Linked DNA regions of Pan troglodytes: region 2 is linked to region 1. Evidence: chromatin contacts called from public Hi-C data. All regions are on one chromosome and are shown on one strand. The core of a region is the stretch at or near the end of the contact, and the rest is flanking DNA. Distances in the headings are between cores, read along the strand shown.

Evidence for each region. Hi-C and Micro-C count contacts between places; a contact is called where the count stands out from the background.
Region 2: a contact with region 1 is called in a Hi-C map of induced pluripotent stem cells, with 1.9 times the contacts expected there. The contact joins the enhancer-like site here to the promoter of CT62 in region 1. A contact is called at or near these places in 1 of 7 Hi-C or Micro-C datasets (induced pluripotent stem cells) and 1 of 1 datasets of contacts at active chromatin or transcription factors (stem cell-derived excitatory neurons).

The regions. Positions count from the first base shown.
Region 1 is chr16:63,113,706-63,117,252 of NHGRI_mPanTro3-v2.0_pri, reverse strand. CT62 (cancer/testis associated 62) reads left to right here and starts at 1,971. Exons shown (of 4, transcript NM_001252009.3): 1 at 1,971-2,342. It overlaps THSD4 (thrombospondin type 1 domain containing 4), which reads right to left and starts at 2,000. Exons shown (of 18, transcript XM_009429466.5): 1 at 1,776-2,000.
Region 2 is chr16:63,335,552-63,339,098 of NHGRI_mPanTro3-v2.0_pri, reverse strand. All of the region lies in intron 6 of THSD4 (thrombospondin type 1 domain containing 4), which reads right to left. Among named protein-coding and RNA genes, the nearest start is that of CT62, 220 kb to the right of the region's middle. Within about 2 kb of position 1,713, at least 1 of the 24 cell types and tissues checked has an H3K27ac peak or open chromatin away from gene starts, as enhancers often do. A contact at or near this core is called in induced pluripotent stem cells, where this site is marked.

The sequences.
Region 1 (3,547 bases), core at 722-3,221:
ACTCCCAGCAATTAGGATAAAAGTGGTACCACGGAGAGAAATGTGGGGGATGGAGAAGACGGCAATACACAGCCTCTGTGTAGGATAACTGATGGCAATCTCCACAAGTTTTTCTAGGCAAAAACAAAAACAAACTCCAAGTCAAAAATCTCCCCACCCCTGATCTTCCTCCCAAACTCTGGGCTGTATTTTTCTTTCGCTAACAGCCAGTAAGAAACATTTCTTTATGGCATAGGAGACTAAAAAGAAGGTAATGCCAAGCGGGTGCCCCGCCCAGTGCTGGGCACAGAGGAGATCACATGAGTTCAACTGGCCAGCCTCCCCACAAGAAACCAACCCAGTTGCTTATTCAGAAGGGGCTCCAGTATCCTGATCACCCAAACTCATTTCCCAGGCCCAGACCTCTGGGAAATCCCTGCTCCAGCCCTGCAGAGATTTATAGGAAAGTCCCAGGACGCCCATCTGCTTGCTTCCTCACATTAATTTCAGGGCTAGGATTTTGTTTTCTAAAGGAATTCAACTATGATGCCAACAAAAATCTATAGGAATTGAAGAGTTCCGTATTTTAAGTCACATTTTTAAAATGTTTGCTTCTTTGTGTATTGAGACCCAATAAGACCCTAGTAAGTCCAGTTACTCCATCACCTCCAACAATATCAATCAAGTAGAAGACACGCAGATTTTAAAAGCTGTGTGATCCTTGAAAAATCTTCAGACTGTTATGGGTCCTGGGTGCCTCCAACTGTGAAAGGAGGGTTGGACAAGGCGGTTCCTTAGATCTCTCTCGGGTATCTATTTCTCTAATTCCAAATTCCAACAGGCATCCAATGACTGCTACCCACGTCCAAGCTTTAGACCCATAGCCCGAAAAGGGCGAAGCGCAGCGTGGTAGAGATCGCAAAGGAGACAGGAAGAGAAGCAAAGCATGCATTTTTAGTAAGACGGCAAAGGAGGCTGGGAGGTACGGTGCTGGGTGCGGACTGCTTAAAAAACTTATTAGACCACAAATTCCAGATACTTAGGTGGGCCCGAGAACGCCCTAAAATCCCCTTCCCAAGTCAGGGCTGATGTTATTTCAAAGAAAAAGAAAACTTAACTTCCAGATCTGTAGAGCTCCAAGGTGAGCTCGCTGTGCAAAAGCTACTTCTGTAAGTGCGCCAAGGGGCCGCAGGTACTTAGGCTGCACTTGAGGAAGTGTCCAGAGTTGGCGGAAACAACCCATCCACTCGGGCTCCAGGCGCTCGCTGGGTTGCAGCAACTAAACTGAGACAGACAGACACACAGATCCGAGGCCCCAGGCCAGGACTCAAGGAGCGCTGACCGAGACTTGCCCGGCTCTCGGGCCCCAGGCGGGAGGGAGGCGAGGCTGAGGTGGGGGGCGCACGGGCTGGGTGTGCACTCGCCGGTCCCCTCCGACCCAACCCGGGGAGCACGGGGCCCCGACCCGGGGACGACTGAGGTGGATTGTCCCTAGAGTTTAAGACTGTCCCTAGAGTCGAGGGTGGAGGGATGAGCGCCGGCGCCAGCACAGAGCAAGACTCCCAGCAAGGAAGAGAACCAGAGAAGGAGGCGCAGCCGTCCGCACGGAACAGGCGCGCGCTGGCTCCCCGAGCCCGGAGCGGCGCAGCCCGCGGCGCCCCGGACACACCCACTGGGTAGCCCGCGCCAGCCCGCCCCGCCGGCCAGAGAGCGGGAGCCGGAGCCTGGGCAGCGGAAGCCGGGTCGGGGCCGCGCGGGCGGCGCGCAGGGGACGCGGGGCGCGCGGCTCTGCTCACCTGGCGGTCCGCGTCCCGGAGCGACCGGCGGCCGCCTCGCCTCGCCTCGCCCCCGCGTGGTTCCCGGCGCCGGGCAGCCCCGAGCGCCGCCGCATGGACGGCCGCCGCCGCCCAGCCGCCCCGCGCCCGCCCTGCACGGGTTTCCGCTGTGCCCCGATTCCGCGTCGGGCTGCGCGGGCGGCCAGCGGTTCAGGCGCGAGCGGAGAGCTCTGGCTCAGAGTTTGCGATCCGAGAGCGGGATCCGCGCTCCCTCGGTCCTTCCTCCCTCCCCTCTTGCGGCCTCCCGCTGTCATCTGGAGCCGCTCCTGCCGCCCCCTGGCGGCGACCGCGGGAAGGGCCGGCCCCCATCCGCACCCCCGACCCCCGAGGTCAACAACAGGATGGTCCCTGGGTCCCAGGGGAAGAGACATCACCCAGTAGGAGGGAGCACGGTCTAGACAGAGGCCACGAGGGCGGGAGGGGGCGAGAGTGGAGAGTGGCCCAGCTGGCCAGGGTCGTCTAAGTGAGAGGAAAAGGGAGAGGGCGGTTGAGACCAGGCCCTGAATTCCGCGTTCATCTTATCCTGAGGTCTGTGGGGACCTGTTGAAGGACTGGGGCAGGGGACGGACGCGGGCATCCTTCCATGTGGAACAGCCATTCCGGCAGCATCAGGATGGGGCGGAGGCAAAGCGGGGAGTGGGCGAGGCAAGTGGTGCTGTAAACCTGTGCGAGAAGGGGGCGGTGACTCTAAGGGCAGGAAGGAGCCCTGGTCACACACACACTCCCACGCAACGTAGGACGCGCTGGGCTCCTTCTGAGGCCAAGGGGAAAGGACAAGAGCCCTCCAAATTCCAACTGGGGTTAGACAGCATGGGGAGGAGACACACACACCCTGACAGCCAGAGCCGTTCGGGATTCTTTCTTGTCTTATTCAGAGTAATATTTTGTTGGGGAAAAAAAAGCCTGCTGCAAAAAAATAATAATTATTATTATTATCATTAATAATGATAAAAATCAAACTTTGATCCCTTCGTTTTACGAATTGGGAAATTATTGCCCCCAAAAGGGCATGACCAAAGTGACGCGCTTAGTTAATGGAGGGAAAATTACTAGGGCCCAGTTTCTTGAGTCCTAATTCAGAGCCAAATTCTTTACATTCGAGCCAAGGTGTTCAGAGCTGGGAAGGCAGGAAATAGAGTGACTGTGAGGAACTGTCTCGTTTTTCCCCAGAGCAGGGAGGGGGTGACAAATATTTGAAGAGGCTGTCCAGATACAGGCGTTTCCCTAAATTTCAGTCAGCCTGTTTGTTTATCGCTGCCTCTAAAGCTTGCCTGCAGGGGTTGTTTTGAAAGTGCAGGTGTACCGAGAGGACAATGAAGGAGGTGGCAGAATGCAAGCTCCCTGCCCCAGAGCCAGGCAGCACCAGGGCTGGGTGCAGAGCGCTTCGTGGGAGCAGAAGGGAGCTCCCAGGGAAGATTGTCCTCCAGAAAAAAAAAAAAATTAACAAAAGGGAAAGTGGCTACTCAAGAGATTAGGCCAAAGAAAGAAACACCATTTTGAGCGCCGACTACTGGCCCAGAGCCTGGCAGAGCCAGTTCTGACTGATTCAAGAGCTGGTTCCAATGGGATGAAATAATTCCACACTTGATCAAACAGATTTTGATGGGAGGCACCTGGTGTAAATGGGATTAGATTAATTCTGAGTGTCACGAATCTCATGGGTCCAAATTAAGTCGATCTAACAGCTCTAGTAAATACTGGCCAGTTTAAACCATTTAGAACTGATTAAAAAA
Region 2 (3,547 bases), core at 464-2,963, 220 kb before region 1:
ATCTTAAGGGCAGAACACAAAGCTAACAAAAAGATCTCGGGGTAGGTGAGGTCAGGACAAAATGTCCTGAGAAGAGGCGAGGCCGCAGAGATGGCCAGTGGCTGGAGCAAGACACAGTGTGATGTCCTGCAAGGAGCCTGCTTTTATCCCATAAACACTGGTCACTCAGGCACCTGTTTCTATAGAAACAGAGGTGACCTTTAGGACAGACAGGTCTTCACTGACAGCCCCAGAACTCCAACTCTGGTTTCCAGACAATGGCCAGACCCTGACCTCAGTTCTGGCTACATTAAACTGGAGATTTCAGTCTTTCATAGGTCCACTCGGTTGGGTAGAGTTGGAAGGTCTTTTCTCCCTTGGCCCATTTCCCCCTTCTCTTACCTCCCACCAAGTGTCTGTTGCTGCAAGAGGCCAGTTAAGGGTATCTTTTCCTTCTAATAATCTCAGTGTTCAGGCACAGATTAACCAAGCCCAAACAACAGAACTAACTCAAAAACAAAAGCTAAGCTCCAGCCCTGATGCAGTGAATACGCGTGTTTGTAACTCCTCTGTCAACTACCTCCTAACCTCCTGCCTGTGTCTAAAGACACCATAAAAGGAGAAATCAGAGCCGAAAGAACCTCACTGCAGAGTAGACCAGTGTATTAATTAATAACAGTTCACATACTCTCGGCATTACCTCATGGCCCAATTCTAGGATCCACGCGCGAGTATGAACTGGAGCAATGTGAACCTCCCTGATATCTATAAGTGTTCAGACTCCGGTCCAAAGAGTGTTTATCACGCTACATGAAGCAGACCCCTTGCTTTCAGATCTTCCTGTCCTACTGCTGAGTGTTCGGAAAGAAGCTCAGAGTGGGCCGGGGGGTGGGGGTGCCTAAGCCATCACCTGGAGAATCCTCCCATTTCATGGGATACCAAGACTGTAGGATTGGCTCAAGGTCACACACCTAATTAGGGAAACTCCAGGATTCAAAGCTCAAACTTCTGATTCTTCAGTGTTTGAAACCATATTTTGAACCCAGTTCTTAGAGAGAAATAAGCAGATAAGATTTTGGGGCATTGCTGGGCGAACAGTTTAATGATAGAACAGGGAAGAAAAATATGAGCACTACTCTTTTCTAGGTACAACTAGGCATTTTACATACATTTTTCCAGTTAATCCTCATAATCCTTCCAGGAACTTATCAGCTCCACCAGTTTACACAGGGAAGGGGCTGAGGCTGGAAGGACCAGAAAGTTGCCCACAGTCATTAGTAAATGAGAGCCCCATTTGATCTTCAAATTGCCCATTTCTGCCTACATCACATTGCATGCAGAAATCACTTTCCTAACCTTTACTCAAGCCTGCTGGGAACGTCTCCTGTGGGCTCAGCCTCTACTAGGTTCACCTGGGGTATGCAAAGGCCCTCCTCATGTGTTCAGGCAGAGCCTCATCTTTCAGACTGGCTGAGGGGCCCTCTCTCCCAGGGCCCAAGTTCTTGAGAACCTCCCAGAGCCCAGTAAGAATTTGCATAATGAATGACCTGCGGGCCAGAATGTCCAAGCCTCTCTCACCCCATCCCTGATTGGGAAACCTTTTAGCTATTTATCAGGCCAGACCTGTTTATCCAGTTTCCATTTAGGACAACTTTTCACATGTTAACTAGCTGATCCTTGTTAAGCTAGGGTTTGGCTCACAAGGCAAGTATTTGTGGTTTTTCTCCTGGGCTGAAACACTGAGTAAGGAGCATCAAGCCCTCCAGGGGCAGGTTTCCTCCCACTGCCTCAGGCTCTGCCCACTTTTCACTCCTGGCTCCCACAGGGGCATTGGGCCTGGCTCTACCCTGGGTCCCCCTGGACTGGAATGCAATCACATGCTGTGTGTCCAGGTGGGGCCACTATAGACCCTACCACTGGCCTGGCTGCTGCAGCCACTACCACCCCTTACAGTTATTGGGTTGGAAAATGACCACTTCATGTTTTCAGTGTTGTACCCAACTAAGGCACATCCACATGCACAGACTTCCTCTGCCTAGCCCAGGACCAAGGCGGTCACTACATCATTACAGTCCTTCTCTTTCCTCCTTGCCTCCCACTTCTCTCCAAAACAAAGCACATGCATGCATGCACACACTCCCTCTCCCCCCTCTCTCTCTGATTTAGCCCAAGGATTGGAAGGCCCTCAAGTAAACTGTGCCTTGCAAAAACTGCCCTTTGCCATCCTAAGGCATGTACTAAAATGTGATCAAAGTTACCTTCAGTTCACATGAAGGAACAGCATTTTCCACCGGTGAAAGTGTGAAAGTCTAGCTCATTTTAACAGGTTTGACAGGTTTGTATGTCATTCTTAGACTCTCTCCTACTTCTTACAGAAAAATCAGATTGGGGTTAAATCCATTTACTGCTTCAGACACTGTATCCAAATTGCCAAATAAGGGAAAATAAGTTATAAATTAAAATGATACTTTAAGGAACAGAAATGATAAATTTTTAGATTTGGGTTTGGAAAGCACCTCTGACAGAAATATAACACTTTATGTCTCTTAAAAAGTCTAATTCAGTGATTTGAACATGTGGTACTTCAAAACAAACTCAGATATGGTTCCACGTGGAATATAGTTCATGACCAGCGATAACTCCAAACATTCTGGATACTGATCTTCAACTTTAAGAAAAACAATCACACTCAAATTACTTTTTTCCCTTAACAGTTAAAATGATAAAGTATAAAATTCCTTGCTTTAAATATTGCTAATTAGAAATTTTAACTTTTCTATAACTTGAATTTGAATCTCTTCTGTTTAAATGACAACTGAATTTCAGATTTAACAAAATATTATGAACTCATAATAAAGGGTATTAATGTATTTGTTATCTACCACTTCCTTCCCTGTATCTTTGGGCCCTCACCACTCAGACCAAGGTTGTAACATTTTTATTCTAGAAGTTAAAAAACACTGCCCTAAATCCCTTGATTAAAAACATTCTAGAAGCTTGAGCATTTTGTGGGGAGAGGGAGACAGTGTGTGAACATGCCTCACATGTGCTGGCTGAGCAGGGGATGGCCTCCATCACTTTATTTCCTCTTCCTAATGGATTGCAATGCGAAAGGCCATCCACCGAGGTGATCTCTCCCCAATGATTGAGATTTTTTTTTTCATTGACTGTGTTCTGCTGCAGTCCAGCCCCTCAGGTTTGGCCTTCCACATCATTCCCCCACAACCCACCCCCATGCCCTTCTACGAGAAGGATGACCTCAAGTGCGAAATAATCTCCAGCATCTGTTTGGGGCTTTGATTTTGTGGGTTTATTTTACACATCCTAATTCTGCAGGAAACTCCCTGCAGATGTGGAGGAGCCCTCAGTTACTGACCCCTTGTTAAAAGAAACAGCCAGAAACCAGAAACATGACCAGGAAGATAAACAGCTGTTGAGGTCTCAGCTGCTCTCCAGAGTGGCATCATCTTCGGAAATAAGCCTTGCATTCATCTTCACCGAGGAAATTGGGCCTTGAAGTTCATTTAGTTAGAGATGGTAAAAGCATGGCACACATACCTCCCACCCT